Regions from separate parts of the Ovis aries genome. Here region 1 is linked to region 2. Evidence: chromatin contacts called from public Hi-C data. All regions are on one chromosome and are shown on one strand. Each heading gives the region's core, a stretch centred on a gene start, on an enhancer-like site or on the middle of the called end of the contact. The rest is flanking DNA. Distances are from core to core; before and after follow the strand shown.

The links. A called contact is a pair of places that touch in the nucleus more often than the background predicts.
Region 1: a contact with region 2 is called in a Hi-C map of skin fibroblasts, with 2.4 times the contacts expected there. The contact joins the promoter of TRERF1 here to the enhancer-like site in region 2. A contact is called at or near these places in 3 of 16 Hi-C or Micro-C datasets (blood and skin fibroblasts).

What each region holds. Positions count from the first base shown.
Region 1 is chr20:16,175,956-16,182,786 of ARS-UI_Ramb_v3.0, forward strand. TRERF1 (transcriptional regulating factor 1) reads right to left here and starts at 3,941. Exons shown (of 17, transcript XM_060403632.1): 1 at 2,878-3,941; 2 at 1,934-2,018.
Region 2 is chr20:16,048,980-16,055,594 of ARS-UI_Ramb_v3.0, forward strand. The region is part of intron 2 of TRERF1 (transcriptional regulating factor 1); the gene reads right to left. Among named protein-coding and RNA genes, the nearest start is that of MRPS10, 85 kb to the left of the region's middle. Within about 2 kb of position 3,097, at least 16 of the 54 cell types and tissues checked have an H3K27ac peak or open chromatin away from gene starts, as enhancers often do.

The sequences.
Region 1 (6,831 bases), core at 2,691-5,190, 130 kb after region 2:
TTTTTAAAAGAATGAATTATGATTCATGGGCCTTCAAACCTTTATTACCACAAGAACATTCTCAGAAGAGGGAAAAAATGCTCCTGTGACTTGATTAATGGCCAAAGCAAGACAATAAAATAAATCTCATAAATTAAAAAAAAAAAACACTGAATGACTGCTCTTGGCTTCAAGGGTAGACATGTAAATAATTCCCCTTCCCTGGGATAAACACACATAAAGATTTTGTTTACCTTCCCAGCATATACATCAACCAGACGCAGATTTTCAGCAGGGGAAAAATAATAGCTAATTTGTTTAACGAATGCCTAGTTAGGAACACTTGATAAGTGGCAATAATATTTAATTCCCAACTAACTCAACTCTCAAGCTGCCAAATATCAAATTCTCAATCTGGAAATCTGATGACAGGAAGGAAAGAAAAAAAAAAACTCTCCATCAGTAACATGTACAGAGCTCATTTTTTTAAAACAGATTTTTTTTTCCCTGCTAGTATTGAGCTTGTCTACAGAACTGCAGAAAGCTTAACCAACTTTATTTAACCACATTGCCTACTGTTTACTCCCTGACTCTTCTAAACATGTCTTGGTTTGAATCCCTGATGCTAAAATTATCCTGACCAAGTTAAAATTCCTAGCATATTTATGGTGGTGATCATTTCATAATGTATAAAAATACTGAATTGCTATGTTATTCAACTAAAACTAATACAATGCTGTAAGTCAATTATACTCCAGTTAAAGGATAATAAGGAAATAAATAAAGCTCCCAGCATAATAAAGGTAGCTGACAGCCAAAGACCTACAACTCATCTGCAGAAACCAGTAGGCTGAGGACCAAGAAAAGAGGCACAGAAAAGCAAAGAGGGCAGGTTAACTAGTTAAGCGCTGACGACTCCCCCTCGTTATCCTTCCACTGAGCACCAAAACCACATTTTCCATCACCAGACTGCTTTCCTGAGACAGTAAGTGATGCAGGAGGTTGGTACCAGTTGGGACAATGTAAAACTCCTTTCTTTCAATGTAAAACTCTGCTCCATGGCCTGCTAAAAAGTGCAAACAGCCGGCATTTTTTAAAGAACTCTTCAGCCATCCCTGGATCCGTCATTCCTAAGCATCACTTCCATGCACTTCAGGAGACAGCTGGGGCCATGCTGTTAGCAACCCGCTTCAACACGTTCACTTGCCAAAGCCTCGTCTAGCGTGGGGAAGAGTTTCCACAAAGCTGGCTCTAATGGGCCAGTCGAAGGCACACGGAGGAACCAGAAGTCATTTTCTTTTAACCTAAGGATGGCAGGCGCACATGCTCCAGCCCAGTACTGGCCAGAGGCTGCCCGCCAGGTGCTCTTGGCCTCTGCCAGTGAATGGGTGGTTTTGTGCTGTTTTTTAAATATCTATTTCTTCAGACCACCAGCAGTAACTTCTCAGCCTCCCCGAAGTGAAGTTGGGGAGTGAAGGGGTAGGTTTACTCCCTTATACATTTCTCCCATCTGGGTGGCCACTTTAACTTCTGGGGAGTACCCAGCCCCCGAAGAGCCCACAGGAGCATATACATACACATACGCATCATGTCAAAAACCCCAAAAAGCACATCCCTAGAGTCCTGCGGTTTCTTGGCTGGAAGAATGAAGGCCTTATAATAGCACAACCTTCAACTGCAAGCTTCACCACCACCATCACCCTTTAAGCTGGGGCTGCCAATTACAGCGCCCACCTCACCCCTCCCCCTTTGCTGGGATGCTGTGCAGTGCAGAGAGGGGAGAGGGAAGAAGGGAAGCAGAGAGGAGGCCCTGCGAACATACTGAAAGTAAAAAAGTGGGGGGAGACGTCTCCTAATCCATCCCCCCACTTTTTCCTTCCCCTCCCCTGTCTTCTCACGGAGCATCCCCCAACTAATTTTTTAAAAAATGTAACTTAACAAGCTTCTTGCCTACCTTGGCTGTTTCTGCAACAAGTGCATGGGCAATCCGACAAGAAGACCAGTCTTCGCCTGGGGGGTGAGATGAGGGGCGAGCAGAGCTGATGGAGTAATTTCAATATTAATTTATGTCAGAGCCGCCTTCTCGAAGCGCTACTCACTTACAGTACTGCCCTCAGCCTGTAAACAAATATCGCTCCGCCAGGAAACATACTCCCAGATGCAAGCCCCTCTCCCCAACAGGGAACCTGGCCCTTCGCCCCCCCCCCCCACCCCCCGCCACCCAACAGCATGCTTCCCCACCCCGGGTAGGAAGCGCTGGGTTTCCAAAGCACCAACCCAGCAGCTCCGCCACCACCCCAGCAAGAAACTTACTCGGTCCGTCTACGCCTCCACCCTCCCTTCAGGAAATCTACTCTCCATATGCATTCAGCCTCCCCGCAGGAAATCTGCTCCCCCCTCCCCCCTTCTGTATACATGCACCCCTCCCTCTCCTCCCCACGCGCCCTCCCCAGCCAGAAACTTACTAGCGAGCAAGCGTGCAGGCTCTCCCGTTCCTGGAAACTTACTCCCAGATATAGCGCCCGCCAGCCCCCTTTCCCGGCCCTGCTCCCCTTCCTGCCCTCCGCCGCAAGCAACTCCAAACTCTCCGCATCCAGCCACTCTCCCTCCCCGGTGGAAATTTGCAGCGCGGGGCCGCGCGCGTGCATCCACCCTCCCCTTCAGGAAACTTACTCCCCATCTGCATGCACCGCCTCTCAGCCATCGCTTAGAGGGAAGGGGGTGTGCTAGGGAGACAGAAATACATATGTATCTCTCGCCCCTCCCCCGGCCGCAGCCCACTCGGGGCCGAGCCGCGGTAACCTGGCCTTACCTTTTGCATTGCTCCCCACCCTCGCCCCCTCCCTTAACCCTCCTTATCCGCTCCCCGGCGCCCCCCTTTTTTCACCCATTACCCACCCCTAGCAACCGTTCCCAAGCTCCTCTCGGCCTTTTTTTTTTTTTTTTTAATCCAGGATGCAAATTCCTCCCCTGTCAGCAAATCGACTGTCAAATTATTTTCTTGCAAAAGGAGAAAGGCGGGGTGGGGTGGTGGAGGGGGGGGGGGAAGCAGAAGCAAAAAGGAGGGGGGGGGCGGGGGAAGGGAGAGAGAGGGACAGAGGAGGGGAGAGATATCCCTCCGCAGAGCTGGGTCTGGCCGCGGGCGGGGAAGCAGGAAGTAAGGTGTCCAGCGCCTCGGCCGGCGGGTCCTCCGCCGCGGCCCCCGCCCGCGCCCCCTGTCCCCCGGGGCGCCGCGCTCTGGCGGGCGCGGGCCGCCCGGCGCATTGTTCGCAGCCTCCCCGGCGATGCGCTGTCGACCTTATTATGTGTGCTCTGCTTGTGCGTGAGGTTGCACCTTTTGTAGGCTGGCGAGACTCGACGAGGATGGGGCAGGGGGCGCGGACCAAGTTGCTGCCCCGCGCGGGACCTGTCAGCCCCGGGGTGTGGCAGAGTCTCCGACGAGGCCGGAAAATCGAGGCCCGGGAGAAGGCGGCGTGGCCGGGGAGCTGCCGCTCGAGACCCGGACCAGTGCAGGATTGTTTCCTGCGTAGCCGTCCCGGTTACTGTAACGCGCTTTGCAATCTAGCGACTGGGGTTTGGGTTTTCTGTTTATTTTTTAAGGCGTTGCAGAGATGCCAAGGTCTGGGTGGGCTGCGAGGAGACGGTCTGCACCTACCCACCACTGCACCCGGCCTCGATGGGGCTGGGAGAGGGGCTGAGGCTCCCGGGAAGGGGCTGGAGGTTCGCGAAGCGCGCGGCTCCCATCCCTCCGCCCCTATGGGGGCGGGAAGGGGGTGCTGCAGTCGGCGCTGGAACGGCAGCCCTCTGGGGAAGGGTCTCCATCTCCGCTGCGCAGCAGGCCGGGGAGGGAGGTTGCCTAGGAGAGGGGCCGGAACCGGGCGGCGGAGAGGAGGGGAGGGGGCGCGGGTGCCGCCGCGGCGCGCGCTCGCCCCTCCTCGTGCGCCATGACTGTGGAACGTGGTGCCGGGGAGGAGGGCCGGCCGCCGGGGGCCGCCCGGGGCTGCTCGGCATTGGTGCGGAAACCCGAGCCGGGAGCCGCTCCTCGCTCAGTCTCCTCCTCCTCTGCGGGGGAAACCGCTGCACCCGAGCCGAGAGCAGCTGCGAGCAGGGGGCAGGGCGCGGGCTGAAAGGCGAGCCAAGGGTTCAAACCTCGGCGGCGCCAGGGGGGCGAGAGCCGGACAGCCCCCTGGTCCCTCAAAGGCGCAGCCGGCATTTCGGTCCATCCTGGGACGCCAGCCTTTCCAGGAGGCTTCACGGGTTCAAGGGAACGTGAACCAAAGATGGTTGGGTGGTACAGACCACCTCGAGCTGGGTAGGGGGCATCGCTCTCGTTGAGATCCCACGAGACTGCGAGTGCTTTTTGCTCCGGAGAAAGTTAAGCCATGCGTTTTTCACTATGGGAAAATCGTTGCGCCCGTTCCCCCAAATCTTCGGGCAGCACAAATAAGGTGCTCCCGCTCCCCGGCCCTTCGCCACTGTCCCCCACCCCCACTCGGGCGCCGGGTGTGGACAGGGCGGGGGAAGGCTATATGGGAGCTTAAAGCATGAGGTCATGGGCAGAGAAGGCTGCTGCCAAAAGCGGCCGAGGTTTTGTGTATTTTGAGGGGTAACGGTTCTCCATCTTCAGCAGTATTGAGTTCTCCCGCATAACCCTATCAATTCTGGGGCACCTGGACCAGAGAGCCCCCGAAAGAAGAGGGGGCTCTGCGCTCTTTTCGCTCTATGAGCCTTTGGCCGGTGCCCTACCCTTTTAGGGAGCCCTTCCACAGAAGCAAAGAAAGTCGAGGGACAGCGCACAGTGTCGTGGGGTTTGAGAAAGATTCTGATTCCTCAGTCGTAGGTCATCTTGCAACCCGATTGCTTTCTGCGACGGCCTCCTGACCCCCCTCCGACCCATTCTTCCTAAGTGTCTAGAAGAGTCTTCCTACAACTCCGGACTACACTCCTTCAACCCCTCCCAGTTGCTCTTAGAATAAAGCTCCGAAGCCCCCGCGCGATCTCGCCCCTACAGACCTCCACTTTCACGGCTCCTCCTCCTCTACTGTAAGCCGGGTAGTGCTTCTTTGTTCTGTGGCTGGGGGCGGGGGTAACCCTTCCCCCTCCACCTCTTCTGACTAACTCCTGCTAGACCTTCAGACTCGACTCAATGTCACTACCTCCAAGAAGCCTTCCAAAGGATACATTCTCAGCTCTAACTCCTTCAGAGAGAAAAGACCCACCCTCGACCTCGCAGCAGCTGGGCTGTGGCCGAAGCTGGCCGCAGTAGCAGCCCTTTTCCAAGTGGAGGAGGAATAGCCAAGCTTGAGCGCCATCACTGACTGGGGACCGGACCTCTTGGGTGGGAGTTGACGGGGACAAAACCTCAAAACACCCTGTTTCCTCAAGAGATCTAGGAAAGGCAGCGCAGTACCGCCCAGAAACCTCAGCCCCACCACCTCCCACCCCCCAGCACACACCCACACTTGTAATGCAGGGAGAGGTCTTTTAATCTAAAACTCCTCCCTGGGGCAGATAAGGAACCTGAGACTTGAAGAGAGTAAGTAACCTGCCTGCGGTCAATGAGGAAATTGACACCCTGGTCTTTCTTGCTCCTAAGCTAAAAGGAAGGATTGGGGACCTAAAGTATTGCTGCTGCACAGCCTAGGATGCCCGTTTCGCCTTCCAAGGACCCCTACATGCTTAGCCCACTGCCAACAGAGGGGTAGTAAGCCCGGTAGTTAGCCGGGCAGGCTCTGACCTTATTAGGCAAGTTACTTAACCCCACTTGGTTCAGTTTTTTGCCTGTAAAATCAGAATAATGGTACCCGCAGTGTAGTGTTTTGTGAAATTTTAATGAGTTCGTACATGTAAAGGCCTTAGAACAGAGTCTAGGCAAGTTCTTGGTTACTTGTGAGTGGGGTTTTTTACCCTCCTTTCCCAAGGACTCTAGAAAATCAGGGCCTCAGAGTCTTACCAGCAAAAACTGCCTAGGGCCTAGTAAACTCTGACAGCACCTATAAATGCACAGACAATACACATTACAAAGGATTTAGTTAGCCAACAGATTCAGCCCTCAACAACCCCAAATCTGGGAGCACTGGTTCTGGACTCTTAGAATGAGTGTCAGAGGGAAGGTGACTAAGGTTAAAATATTACCTGGGATCTTTGAAATCAGTGTCAGGCTGAAATAGTCCCATCCTGGTGCAAAACCTGCCTGAGATGACAGAAGCCCTCCCAGGGCTGCAAAAAATGTAAGGGGACAGGAAGGGGGTGTAGCTCACAGAGCACATGCTTTGCATGTATGAGGCCCCGGGTTTGATCCCTGCCACCTCCAGGCATTGGTTCTGTTTCGGGGCTTCACTGGTGGCTCAAACAGTAAAGAATCCGCCTGCCAATGCAGCAGACACAGGAGATGGGGGTTTGATCCCTGGGTTGGGAAGATCCCCTGGAGACAGAAATGGCAACCCACTCCAGTATTCTTGCGTGGAGAATCCCATAGACGGGAGAGCCTGGTGGGCCCCATCCATGGGGTTGCAAAGAGTTGGTCACCACTGAGCCACTAATACTTTCACTTTCATTATTATTATTATTATTATTACTATTATTATTGTCATTAGATCTTAGTTTTCCCATTCTGAACATTTACCCCATGATAAGAGAGGGTTGTTTTTTCCAATGAAATTCATTTTCTTGGAATTTGTATGATGCATTTATAATGGTTCCAAATTCGAATAAACATTGAGACGTCTCCCTCCTTCCATCTCTACTCCCTACCAGTTTTCCCTCTGTGGAAGGTCAGAAGACATGTTCGACTGTTTTCCAGCTGAGGTCTCTGGAGAACTCTTTGGATGCCTATTTAAATTTTTATGTCCA
Region 2 (6,615 bases), core at 1,847-4,346:
GGGAGAAGACAATAAGAAAGGGACTTGGGAGCTAGGGCATATTAGCAGGAGGAAAAGAGGGTGTATTCCCCAATCAGTCCCTTTCTCCAGAACCATCAGAGCAGAGGTGACTGAGAGGGGCCTTCACATCCTAATTCTTCTGAGGGTTGTTGGGTAGCAGGTGGTTGAGAACCTGCCATTCCACTATAGGCAGAACAGAAGGGAGAGGACCGGTTCTGCTGAAGGAGGGTGCTGCAGCTGTGATGGAAGGAGGGTATAGAGTGTTTCCCAAAAGCAGGGGACCTCTATTTCTGGGGTTTCTGAAGTTCCACAGCATCACAGGGTCAGGGAGAAAGCCAGAGAGTGGGCAGACTTAAGGCAGAGGAACACAGCTGTGCTGGTCACTAACTGCTCAGCGCTGGGCATGCCATCCACCTCCCTGATCCTCTGAAAAAGGAAACGACACCCCTGCCCCTCGGAGTGGTTACGAGGGGTCGAGTCAGATGATGCCTGAGCCAAGAGAGACGACGGCTTCCGGTCCACATGCCAAGGTCTGGGCACGTGCACCCTCTGGAGCAGGGGAGCCATCCTCCACGGCACGCGGCTCTGGGCTGGACACACGCTCAGGTTGTTCAGCTTTACATGCGAAAAGGTGCTTCCCTTTCATTAGTTTCTTTATTCAACACACATTCCCTGGGTCTTGATGCCAGGAGTGGCTGGAGACGTGAGAACAGGTTGTTCTCCTTTTCCCTCGGGGCCTTGTGACTGCTTTCCAGGTGGTTTGCATGCCTTTAGACTAGAGCTGGAGAAGGCAATGGCAACCCACTCCAGTACTCTTGCCTAAAAAATCCCATGGACAGAGAAGCCTGGTAGGCTGCAGTCCATGGGGTCGCGAAGAGTCAGACACGACTGAGCGACTTCACTTTCACTTTTCACTTTCATGCACTGGAGAAGGAAATGGCAACTCACTCCAGTATTCTTGCCTGGAGAATCCCAGGGATGGTGGAGCCTGGTGGGCTGCTGTCTATGGGGTCGCACAGAGTCGGACATGACTGAATTGACTTAGCAATAGCAGACCAGAGCCACCAGCCTTCTGGGGCCTGGTCTACCTGCAGCCTGCAGTGCCAACCTTCGGAGGGGGGCGGTCAGTCCCTCTCTCCTCTCCAGACTGGCAGGCTGTCATTTCTGCTGGGGCAGAAAAGGGTGCTGAGAAAAAGGCAGGGCTGGCCTTGGCAGAGGGAAACTGGGAGAAGCAGTGTTCAGCAAGGCCTTCCTTCCAGCCCCATGGACATGGCTCCAGTGCGGTCAGGGGGGCCAGGACACCCTCTCTGGCCCCCTGCTCGCCTAGGGCACAGCATCTTCCTGGCATTTCCCAAGGAACGTGTTCAAGAGAAGGCCCCAGCTCTGAGTCATCTGCAGCAGAGAGGAGACCTTGTAAAAATAACTCCAAGGATGAGGCTCCTCCTGCAGTCACATTATTCACCATACAAAGAACAAAAAAGCTGAGCAGGAAGCAGAGGAGGAAAAGTGTCGTTCACATCAGTTTTCTTCACATGACAAGCAGCCAGGGACTCGCTTGCTGAGCCCCACCGCACTCTCTCCCAGCAGAGTGATTACATAAGCAGGAGACAGGGGCTTCTTTGCAACCTTCTGACTCTGCCACCCACCCCTCTTCAGCTCTCCCCTCCAAGTCTGAGGCCGTGTGCCCCGGAGAGTCCTCATGGAAATATGGACTGCGCTCAGGAAAGGCCCTGGGGAGGTGTCCGTTGAGCTGAGGCCCGGATGGTTGAGCAGATCTGAGTGGAGGACGCTGAGCATCCAACGGGGACAACTGAAGCGAGGTTCCTCAGCAGGGATCAGTGTACTCAGCAGGACAGAGCAGAGAAGCGGTGTGGGAGGGGAGGTCCCCATCACACAGGGTACGGGTCCTCAACCCACAGCGCCTTCGTCCTCCAGAGGAGATCTGTCAACGTCTGGAGACATATTTGGTTGTCACAACTAGGGGAGTGCTACTGGCATCTGGTGAGTAGAGGCCAGGGAGGCTGCTAAGTATTTTTGAACACACAGGACCGCCCCTCTCAACACAGAATTACTAGGCTCAAATGTCAGTAGTGCTGGGGCTGAGAAGCCCAGTATAAGGTCTCGCAAGTCACCGTAAGGATTTCTTGTGCACACAGACACACACGGGTGCCTGTGACTGCCCGAGTGTGGTCCTTACTCATGCCCGTCCATCACAGGCGTGTCCGGGATATGTGTGTGGAGATTTAAAAAAAAAGAGGAAGCCAAGTTCAGTTCTCAGAATGCAGGAGCCAGGGCGGAGGCAAAGAGCTGGGATAAGTTTCCTCCAACCTCAACTGGAGGGAAAACGCAAGAAACAAAGACAGAGGAGGCTGATCACAGAGAGGCATGGAGGCCATGGGCAAGCAAATGCAGGCTATGGGCAAGCAAACACAGGCCACGGGAGCTGTGTTCAAGCAGCTGATGTCCCTGGAGACTCGAGAGAGGCCCCTGGGTGAGGGGAGAGGGCCACCCCGTCCTAGTGAAGGGGCTAAGGGCTGCAGAACGTGACGTGTCTGATGAGTGCAGAGAGCACAGGCTGAGCCAGTGTGTGGACAACCCAGGACTCAAGAACGACATCCCCAGAAAAAACAGCCAAGGGCTGAAGAGAAGGAACTCAGGTGGGTGTGAAATAGGAGGAGGGAAGGCCCCCGGACCCAACCACTTGATACCTGGAAGAGGCAAATGAGGAACCGAGAGGGATCCCGACAATTAGGGGCGTTTCAGTACGATCTTGAACTTGGTTAGGATGGCGGCATGGGTTGCTCTCTCTGCTCTGTTGGGAGCCGGGGCACCCGGAAGAGGCCACTGTGGCTGGTGGTCAACACAGACAGCACTTTGGGGTGCAAGTGATTTCATTTCTCCTCAAAGTCGAGCAAGCCCACAGGGGAGTGGCCGAGATGACCAATGCCTGTGACACGCAGTTAACCCCAGGCACACCCCTCCTCCTCACCCTATTGATAAATCTCGATGATTCATCCAGAGAGGCTGGTCCCGCCTCAGCGGAAAAAGAATTGAGATGAGGTTCTCATCACTTAGAAATGAGAAGAATTTCTCAGCAGAGAAGCAGGCTGGAGCCCTTCCACAGTCGCTATGTAAAGACGCCTTTCTCCTCTGAGGGAGGGTGAGCGGCACGGGCTGCCTCAGAGGGACTTGTTCGGACAGAGTTGCCAAAGGCGTCCTTGGGCCCACTCGCGTGCACACGAGCGGGCAGACGCCCCGTCACCACTCAGCCTGACTCTCTGCCTCTCTAGTTTCAAAACAGCATTTATTCTTCTCCGCCTGGAAAGCATGCTCACTGTAAAAGTTTTAAACATATACAAAAGAGAAAAAAAAGCCACTCATCATCCTTGTGAGAATATTTACCCCCCCTTTTTTTTGACTAAATTTTTAAGACATGATGGTTGAGATCATATTGTATATATAATTTTACATCCTGTTTCTAACATAAATATATGGCCATGTTATTATTCGCCTTCATTGTGGATATAACCCATTGAAAATATGGTGTATTCTCTCATGTTATAAGAAGCAGAGGCCCAGATCCTCTGAGGGCTTAATTCACCTCCTGCAGGTACTTTAAAGGGTTGAGCGCTGAATACAGGAACTGTCCCCATATTCTGACCGCTTAAGACGTGTGCCATGGCTGGTGGCTGTGGAGATTAGGTGTGGGGGTGGCTTAATATATTGTCGCAAGCAAAATGCATTCCCTTTCTCCAGACTTGGGACCTCTGCGCTTCACTGAGCTGGGGTGAGTCATACCACTTCTCATAGAAAAACCACGGACTCACCCTCCTCACTCAGTTGAGGGCAGTTAAGGTCCCATCTAGGCACAGGGAATGGAGAAAATGTGGGTTAGGTCCTGAGACACAAGGAAAAGTGGACAATGGAAAAGCCCTGGAATGGTTACCAGGTGGAGGGATCAGCAAGAGTTGGTCAACCACAGCCTGCAGGCCAGTCAACCACCTGTTTATGTAAATAAAGCTTTATTGAAACACAGCCACACCCATTCACTCCAACAGTGTCCGTGGCTGCTTCTGGCCACCAGAGGCAGAGTTGGGCAGTTGTGATGGAGACCGCACGGCCTGCAAGCCTGAAACATTTACCACTTGGCTCTTTAAGACAAAGCTTGCCGGCCCCTAGGTTTGGAGGCCAGCCACTCTCCAAAATGTGTGTCTCCCCCTTATTTAGCTAGGAGTTGTCACTGAGAGGCAGCTGAAGCTTGCCGGCCCCTGGGTTTGGAGGCCAGCCACTCTCCAAAATGTGTGTTTCCCCCTTATTTAGCTAGGAGTTGTCACTGAGAGGCAGCTGCTCAGCCCAGAACTACACCTCCCGGCTCCTCCTGTGTCAGGATGGGACCCGTGACTAGTTCTCACCGATGGAATGTGGGCTAAGAGATGTCGGTCATTCTGGGGCCAAGATGGTTAAGAAGTGAGTGAGCCTTCACCACCTTCTTTTCTCCCTTTTACCTGAACACAGGATGCTCCTCAGCCCTGTAGCCCTTTTTCATCACTGTTGCCCCTGTAAGCGATCTTTTCAGGCACTTTTTTCGTCGTTTCTTCCTCTGTGGAATTTTAATGCACTGTGTATCTGTTTATGGACCATATGTATGTCTGTGATTTATGTATCAAAATGTAGGATTTTTTTGTTTTTTAGCCCCAAGAACTAATTTTGCCCCAGTTGAGAATATATCCTCTTAAGGCAGCAGTCTACAACCTTTTTGGCACCAGGAACAGGTTCTGTGGAAGTCAATTTTTCCATGGATCAGGGTGGGGGGTGGTTTTGGGGATGATCCAACTGTATTACTCCATTTATTGTGCACTTTACTTCTATATGATTATCTCACCTCCATCTCAGATCATCAGACATCAGATCCTGGAGGTTAGGGATCCCTGCTCTACAGTATAGCAGAGTCATAAGATTCCTGGGTCCCTGCATTACTTTGTGAAAGAAGGCCAGTCATGTCAGAACACTCCATTTGACTGTTGGAGCTGCGAGAAACAACATTAATCATGGTAAGCCCCTGAAAATTAGGAGATGATTATGGCAACTAATATCGCCTTAACAATGTCAGTACGAGATCGGAACTTGATAGTTAAAACAAAGTAAGAATTGGATAGACATATTTATAATACAAGGAACTCATAAATCCTAAAAGAGGTAGATTTAGGATTGAAAATGCCTAATTTAGATGGTGGACAACAAGTTAACTGTATTCATTTATAGTCTCATCATCTATACACATCATCACCAAGATGAGAGTGAAATAATTTTAAACAACAAAGGAAACACATAAGGGCTATTGGAAAAGAGACTGGGAAAAAAGGCAGAGTATGCAAGATTAGAAACTGATACTGCAGCCACAGGGAGCCTGACCCTGGAGTGGGCTCAGATGCTGAGAGCCTGGCAGAATGGCCAAGAGGCTCATGACTCAAAGATGCCAGGGCAATGGAGGGCAGGAATCAAGTGTGAGGCTAAAAAGTGGGGGCATTATATAAAACCTGAAGTCAGAACAGTTGAGCCACTGGTACCCATGGGGCAGATAGATATCTACTCCCCCAAGCACAAAAATTTAAAAAAAAAAAGAAAGGAATTTCCTTCTCTAAAGAAACTAAAAAGCCTCTTGATGAAAGTGAAAGAGGAGAGTGAAAAAGTTGGCTTAAAGCTCAACATTCAGAAAACAAAGATCATGGCATCTGGTCCCATCACTCCATGGGAAATTGATGGAGAAACAGTGGAAACAGTGTCAGACTTTATTTTTTGGGGGCTCCAAAATCACTGCAGATGGTGACTGCAGCCATGAAATTAAAAGACACTTACTCCTTGGAAGAAAAGTTATGAGCAACCTAGACAGCATATTCAAAAGCAGAGACATTACTTTGCTGACTAAGGTCCATCTAGTCAAGGCTATGGTTTTTCCTGTGGTCTTGTATGGATGTGAGAGTTGGACTGTGAAGAAGGCTGAGAGCGGATGAACTGATGCTTTTGAACTGTGGTGTTGGAGAAGACTCTTGAGGGTCCCTTGGACTGCAAGGAGATCCAACCAGTCCATTCTGAAGGAGATCAGCCCTGGGATTTCTTTGGAAGGAATGATGCTAAAGCTGAAACTCCAATACTTTGGCCACCTCATGCGAAGAGTTGACTCATTGGAAAAGACTTTGACGCTGGGAGGGATTGGGGGCAGGAGGAGAAGGGGACGACAGAAGATGAGATGGCTGGATGGCATCACCGACTCGATGGACGTGAGTCTGAATGAACTCCGGGAGTTGGTGATGGACAGGGACGCCTGGTGTGCTGCGACTCATGGGGTCGCAAAGAACCGGACACAACTGAGCGACTGAACTGAACTGAACTGAAAGAAACTAAATGGACACAAAGAAGAGATGAGATCCTGGAAGCAGTAGAACTAACCTAGTATAATAGTACAGGAAAGTCCCAAATGTCCCTGTGTAGCAGGCCTAGACAGCAACCAGGTCAAACTTGAGGAAGATGGAGGACTCTGGGAGGAAGGGAGAATAGATAAAATACCCAACTGGCTAGAGAGTCTGAGAGGGGGAAAAAAAAGGATATGATAGTAGT